Regions from separate parts of the Mus musculus genome. Here region 1 is linked to region 2. Evidence: chromatin contacts called from public Hi-C data. All regions are on one chromosome and are shown on one strand. The core of a region is the stretch at or near the end of the contact, and the rest is flanking DNA. Distances in the headings are between cores, read along the strand shown. Region 1 overlaps Gabrb1 (gamma-aminobutyric acid (GABA) A receptor, subunit beta 1). Region 2 holds the start of Gabrb1 (gamma-aminobutyric acid (GABA) A receptor, subunit beta 1).

The links. A called contact is a pair of places that touch in the nucleus more often than the background predicts.
Region 1: a Hi-C map of cerebral cortex shows a contact between it and region 2, with 3 times the contacts expected there. The contact joins the enhancer-like site here to the promoter of Gabrb1 in region 2. A contact is called at or near these places in 1 of 39 promoter capture datasets (liver), 1 of 484 Hi-C or Micro-C datasets (cerebral cortex), 1 of 115 datasets of contacts at active chromatin or transcription factors (forebrain) and 1 of 9 other capture datasets (embryonic stem cells).

Annotation. Positions count from the first base shown.
Region 1 is chr5:72,066,876-72,070,679 of GRCm38.p6, forward strand. The region is part of intron 5 of Gabrb1 (gamma-aminobutyric acid (GABA) A receptor, subunit beta 1); the gene reads left to right. Among named protein-coding and RNA genes, the nearest start is that of Commd8, 99 kb to the right of the region's middle. Within about 2 kb of position 2,161, at least 24 of the 459 cell types and tissues checked have an H3K27ac peak or open chromatin away from gene starts, as enhancers often do. A contact at or near this core is called in cerebral cortex and forebrain, where this site is marked.
Region 2 is chr5:71,698,557-71,701,890 of GRCm38.p6, forward strand. Gabrb1 (gamma-aminobutyric acid (GABA) A receptor, subunit beta 1) reads left to right here and starts at 1,376. Exons shown (of 9, transcript NM_008069.5): 1 at 1,376-1,539; 2 at 1,733-1,824; 3 at 2,249-2,316. The coding sequence starts at 1,460. It overlaps Gm38562 (a long non-coding RNA gene), which reads right to left and starts at 3,152. Exons shown (of 4, transcript XR_868471.1): 1 at 3,115-3,152; 2 at 2,820-3,018; 3 at 636-729.

The DNA.
Region 1 (3,804 bases), core at 911-3,410, 370 kb after region 2:
ACAGGGTGATAATACACACTACACCACACACACACACACACACACACACACACACACACATATACACGCATTCATGTGACTCAATAGCTAATGGAGACAGAAACATGAATTGATTCTTAAATTTTATGTAACACAGTACTTTTGAGAAATTATGATGTGATTGGTAAGGTAGCAAACATCTCACATGCAAATGAATTTTTTCCACCCACTTCAGAGATAAGAAAATTGAGGGGGCAATAAGAGTTGAAGGAACCTGTTCAGTAGTTACAAACTAGTGAATATTGTAGCTTGGATCTGAATCTGATTTCCCTCTATCCTCTGGATTCCATATTGTAGAATAGCACATTCTATGGCATTGACTAGAGATTAGATAAGCTTTTGTGGTTGGAGTTATTTGGACAGAAAGTATTTGTGCTTGGTCTGAGCATCGGTCCATCTTCTATCTTACTTGCCTGGTTTTTGAATCCCACTCTAGCTGCACAATGCTACATCATAGGATTAAAAGGAAAGAGACATGAACACTTTTCTAAGCTGAGTGTGGTGGCTCTTCACCATAGTTACAGCACTGGAGAGAACAAAGGAAGAGAGTTGTCATTTGTGGATAGCCTAGGCTACATAGCAAATTTCAGACTAGCTTAGGCTATAGTATGAGACCTCTCAGGGAAGAAAAGCCATGGCTACTTTCTAATGTCAATTTTAGGATGCCATTTGAAAGGAAGCATCTTAAAACCCTCTATGATTCTGGTCCCAAGGTCACTAAAATAGAACAGAAATGTGATGTGTTGTTGGATTTTTGTCCTTTGGAAAGTTACTATGGATGAGCTGGAGGGTCAATTCCCATTAAAGTAAAGAAGTCCATCTTGAGAGAATGACCCAAAGGAAGCCATCCTGTTCTTTCTTGATGATGGCAATCAAGCTCCTTCAAGACCTTCCAGCAGAGTTGGTACTTAGAGTGCCAGAGAGTGTGTCACCATTAAACCCAAATAGAAAATAAGTATATCACAGATTCTCACCTTGATGGGGCTAACAGGCATGAGAACCAATCTTGGCTAGCTTCCCAGAACACACTGAATCTGGACAGACAAAAAGTCTGTCCCACAAACTAGGCATCTCAACAACACTCTTGGGATCAAGGCAGGAAAGAGGCTAGCCTACTTCTCACCCAATGATGAATTCACCTCACCTCTGAGATGCTCTAAAATGACATTGTGCAGACTTCACAGGGAAGAATAGCAACAAGACAGCTGCCTATTGCATCCAATAGAAAAGAAAGCAGAATGTGGTAGCATGGCAGGGAATTTTTTTCAGCATTCTGGTGTGATGATTCAAAGGAGGGTAACTTTCATTGAAATGAGTGCCCCCTGAAAGGGTAGTAACCCAAATGGAGAACGCCATGGAACCATAAAGTTTAGTTTGTAGCCCCCCCCTCCCCATGTCTCCAAGCTTTTAGCCTTCTTGTAACTACAAAAGTGAACCTTAAAAGAATCTGGAAGAAGAAATAGAAGGAGCATATGAAGAGAGGGCAGAGAAGCAAGAATTTAGGATGAATTGCTAAAACCAGAAGAAGAAGTTAAATTGAGGGAAATCAAAGCCTCAAATTAAGGCTAAAAACTATGGTAACATAGGAAAACAAAACAAAATTTAACCAACAACGACAAAATTCAATATAAATGATACCTAAGCCATGGGAAGAGGAGAAAAACCAAAGGAAAGAGAAACTAAAACCAATGAGATTTATGAGAAAAACATGAAAGTGGGGGATAAAAGATTAAAGATAAAACCAGCATAAATAAAGAAACCATAAAGGGGCCAGAGCCAGTGAGATAAAAAGCTGGAAGCATGAAAGTTAGAGGGATGAGAGATAAAAGCTAAAACAAGAAAATCCAAGTTAAAAGCAGTACTTAGACACAGAGAAAAAAATTCTTTCAAAGTCTGTTTAAAATTTATTTTCTTCTTAAAGTGGAATAGGAAAAAAAAATGAGCCAGAGAGTAAAGACAAGGAAAGATGAGGATCTTAAAGAATAAGTCGGAATGAGCTAAAATAGAAACATGGAGGGAAAAAAAAAAAAAAAAAACGCAAGTGATCAACGCACTCCATGGCAACAGGAAATTCTAAAATAATATCCAGACGCTGGTGTGTGGCCCAGAATGTGTTCTCAATATGCCAAGTAAACCAAAGCAGTGGAACAAAGAGGGCATGAGAAGGGAGTCCGGGAAGCGACTGGGGGCACAGGGATTCTGCCTCTCCTGTCCCCATCAGGAGGTCCCTCTGACCCAGAACAGAAAAAACAAAGCAACCTTTCAAAAGGACTAGGTTTGGGCTGTTGGTTGTTGGGTTTGAGAGGTTGGATTTCTCTTCTTTTTGTTTGTTGTTTGTTTTTTTTTCTCTGTTTCATCTTCAGCTCAGCTCAGCCTACAAAACAAGGCCAGCAGAATGCTGAAGCCATGGCTCTACTTGGGGAGGAGAAGGGGGTCTTTTTCCTTTTTAAGGTTGGTGATCCTTTTTATATCCCCCTACCCTTTCCTCTACCATTCATTAGCTTATGAGCCTGTGACCACTGAGCTAAATTAGCCAAACTTTAACTTTTCCTGAATAATTATAAATGTAAAGAAATGACCATGGGGATATTTTCTTAGGGTTGTAGGACTACCCTGAGCATGAAGGATTACACCACAGAGGAGACTCGTGTTAGAAGTCCTCCTGAACACTGCCCTGATTTTCCTGTCTCCCTCTGCTGTATGCTGGGGAGGATACCTCGCATGAGATATGCTTGCCATCTGTACTTTGGCTGCTTTCTGTTATTAAACGCGTTCTCACGACCGGCCAGGAAGAACACCACAGACCAGAATCTTCTGCGGCAAAGCTTTATTTCTTACATCTTCAGGAGCCAGAGTGCAAGAAGCAAGAGAGCAAGAAGCAAGAGAGCAAGAAGCAAGAGCGAGAGAAAACGAAACCCCGTCCCTCTTAAGGAGCATTCTCCTTCGCCTCGGACGTGTCACTCCCTGATTGGCTGCAGCCCATCGGCCGAGTTGACGTCACGGGGAAGGCAGAGCACAAGTAGTCATAAGATACCCTTGGCACATGCGCAGATTATTTGTTTACCACTTAGAACACAGGATGTCAGCGCCATCTTGTAACGGCGAATGTGGGGGCGGCTCCCAACATCTCCCCCTATCCTTTTAATAAGAGCAAATAGGCCACCCATATTAATGAGAGTGGAGATAGAGGTCAAATCCCCAGTGTGTAGGTAAAGGAGCCATGTACAGGATTAGCTCTTAGGCTTACAGGCTTTTACCCAGAGCAACCCTGACCTGCTCCCGTGTCGTTTTGCCTGGGGGAAGGGAACTAGGACACTGAACCTTCTTGAAAGATGACATGTCTCCCTAGAATAGGCTCATATATGCCGCAGAGCCTTTCCATTGCAGTGCTTAGCCGTGCAACTCTCTCGGGCTGCTGAAGCACACTCACTCTATCCCGTGCAATGAGTCTAGCCTCATGGGATATAAGAGCTGAGTGGCCAGCGACCTATTGCCTAAGCATAGATAACCATATATCAGGGGGAGCTCCATGTTCTAGTCCTGCAAGCGCCTGGGCAATAACCACCTTGTCTCTCCTAGTTTAGGCCTTAAGCTTACAGACCAATCAAAGAAGCAACACTAATCCACAGCAAAGTGTATCTCCAAATAATATTAATCCCACCCATTTTTTAAAGAAAGAAAATGCTGAGGAGATCCAATTGGGTAATCCTTTGGTCAGGGACAGGTCCAAGCGCGTGGAGTTGACCTGAAGTCTCAATTCCCGAA
Region 2 (3,334 bases), core at 126-2,625:
CCTGAATCTAAATGATCTCCTCGACTTTCCTCCACATCCCATCATCCACCATCACTTTCTCCGCCCCCCCCCACAATGGATCTCTTTTGCATACAGTTATAGAAGTACTTTTTCCAGTCTGTAAGATTTAGTACATACTGTTCTCCCTCAAGAAGAATTCCCCTTCCTTGCCAGACAAAAGCTTTGTCTTCTGTTCTTTGTTTGCTTGTTTGTTTGTTTTTTCTTCTCCTCTAAGGTAATTTTTAGTGCTTCTTGGTTTGGTAATAATTCTTCAGTTTACACAGACAATATCAGGAAGAAGTGATTTCTTTTTGCTTATCTTTGTAAGGGGTTTGTGAAAAGTTTACTCTAAGTTTCAGAATACCTAGTATCAAATGAAGACTTGATATATGCTATTTAACAAAGGGCATGAATCCATCCCAGAATCTCCAACCACCTAACATGTTTTTTAGTGATATGTACTGAATTGCATTTCCTAACTTCCCTTTATTTGAAAGAAGATTGGCTTTTCCCGGGCTGCATAAGGCATATTAGACTGAGGATGTTCAGTGTTCAATTTAGGGATTAAGAACAGGAGCTAGCACACTGACAGTTATAAGCAAAAAGCTTGGGCGACTAAAACCTACAAGATTTACCAGCAAAGGTCCTGGAAAAAAAGATTGATTGCCAGGGTTGCTTCATTCTTCTTCTCTTCACTTCCCATTCCAAGTGGACTGATGGAGATGGGAGCTAAAGGAAAAGCATACATTTAAAAGTTAGTCAGTTCTCTCCTCCCCCCCCCCCCCCTCCAATTCCACAAGCAAGCAGCTGTCTTCATAACCTCCGAAGAGAGGACAAGACTCCCAAACCCTCCCTGTGTTTCCTCCTCCCCACCCCCAAACTCCTTTTCCGGGCCGGCCGGCCGGGCAGTCTCTGCCCACTCCCCTCCCCAGCACCCTCCCCATCTTTTCTACAGACAACCAGAGAACCATCTCCAGACTTCTTGTTCTAGGACCTCTATAACTGTCAACAAAAGATGCCAGACAGCCTTAGCCAGATCATTGAAAGCCCTGTTTTAAAAAAGAAAAAAAAAAGAAGGAAAAGAAAAGAAAGAAGGAAAAGAAAAGGAAAAAGAAAAAAATTCAAGCTTAGGACAGGAGGGAAAGGAACACAGCAAACCACAGCTCAGGAAAACTGGGCACACACACACACACACAGGCACGTTGGCTCCTTTGCATAGAGACAGCAGGTTGTATTCGACTACCCAGAGAACGCGGAGCACCTCAGACAGGAACTTTAAAGGGATTGAAATCTGTTGCCTGTTCCACTAGGAATATTGTTTGCAAGGCACAAGGTGTCTTTTGGTAGTGAGTACCCTCTGCGCATGCGCAGGTCCATTCGGGAATTACTGCCCAGCCGCCGACTAAGTTGCATTCCTTGAATCTTCGCAGAAAAGACAATTCTTTCATCAGAGTTAGGAATGTGGACAGTACAAAATCGAGAGAGTTTGGGGCTTCTCTCTTTTCCCGTGATGGTTGCTATGGTTTGTTGTGCACACAGGTGAGCTGCCTGCTTCAATCTCTCTCTCTTTTTTTTTCCTTGGTGATTTTCTTCTTCTTCTTTTATTTTTTATTTTCCCGTGCCTGCTGGATCATGTATCTTGTTATTTGGGGGTAGGTGTGCCTGGATCTTTTTTTATGTCTGTTTTCAGTTTGTGATCTTTCTGAATACGGTCCCTACTTCTTCCCTTCAGCTCCAATGAACCCAGCAACATGTCATACGTGAAAGAGACAGTGGACCGACTGCTCAAAGGATATGACATTCGCTTGCGGCCGGACTTTGGAGGTAATGCTTCTTCATTTTTTTTTTCAACCTGTTACCCATCCCTAGTTCACCTTTTCTGTCAGATATAATGCCTCCTTCCCCATTTTACCGTTCCTGTAAACGTGCAATACTACGCCCTGCGCGCACACACACACACACACACACACACACACACACACACACACACACACACCACGCACTATCCCCAATCTCAGGTGGACGTATCCTCAGGCTGAGCTGTCCCTCTCTTCAAGCCGACACACCCTCTGCACTGTCACTGCATCACGCGTGTGCCCACACCTGTTTTCTCCCGCTGTCCCCTACAACAGGAAAGGGGTAGGGAGGGAGCCTGCTTAGTCTGTAATAAGATCTGGGAAGCCCCCAATGTCCCCTCAGCTCCCTGCCACTCAAAGACTGTCTTTGCTGTGGTCCACCTCCCTGGCAGGGCCCCCGGTGGACGTCGGGATGCGGATCGATGTCGCCAGCATAGACATGGTCTCGGAAGTGAATATGGTGAGTGGCCTCCCCAAGGGCTCGGCGGCCGGCCGAGCTTACGCAGATGAGAAATGAACCAGTTCCCCGTCCTCTGCTTTTCATTGGTGGTCACCTCGGCCCTGGTCCCCAGGGTCCCCACTCCGCGCGTACGCCCCACTCCAGTACACACACTGTCGGTCGCCCCACAGTTTGTATTTTCGACACACACACAGGCTACCGCAGTGCTCCGAAGGAGACGTACTCCGCACTATTTTGGGAAGGAAGGGGGACTGTTGCGCCGGTGGATTGGCTGGGGCGGAGTCTGAGCCTTACTTTAGCCGGGTCTCCCCGACTGTCGGGCTGTGCAGGGCACCATCTGCCGGCGGCCAAGTGGTGTACAGTGGGTTCCCCCGGACCAGGGGTTCGCAGCCAGCTGTGGCCAGACAAGAGCCCCAAAATCTCCACAGCTGAGCAGCCTGAAAGCCCCAACCCACCCATCTCAGCCACCAGGCTGGCTGGGCTCGCGAGTGTCCCCTCCCTACCACAGAATCCAGCGCAGTGTGTGGCAAGAGCAACAGGCTGAGATGAACAGTTCAGGATTGCTAACAGCAGAAGTGCCCAAGCTTGCTTCTAGGCATTCTGGACCCATGCAAGGGTTCATGTGTTTGTCTTCCTGCAGCTTGAAAGTTTTAAGTTGGAGGAGAATCGGCGAGTCATATGACTTGGCTTTCGTCTAGAAATCTGGGCAGAAAAAATAGAGATCTGATGATTAATAGGACTGAGGTGGGGGAGGGCTGGTTTATTTTAGTCATTAATTTTAAGGGATCTACACTTTACCATCCTTCTCTCCCTTCTTCCCTTCCTCCTTCCCTCCCTTCCTCCCTCCCTCCCTCTTTTCCTCCCCCCCCCCCCCCCCCCCCCGTCTTCATAGCACTTCTTTTCTCTGGGGCTGTGGTAAAAGGGATTCAAGTCAGAGCAGCCTCTTGTGTTGTTGGTTGTTTCCATTCACCCTGAGAAGCCCTTTTCTAATTGTGAGAGTTCCCAGGGAAGGAATTGC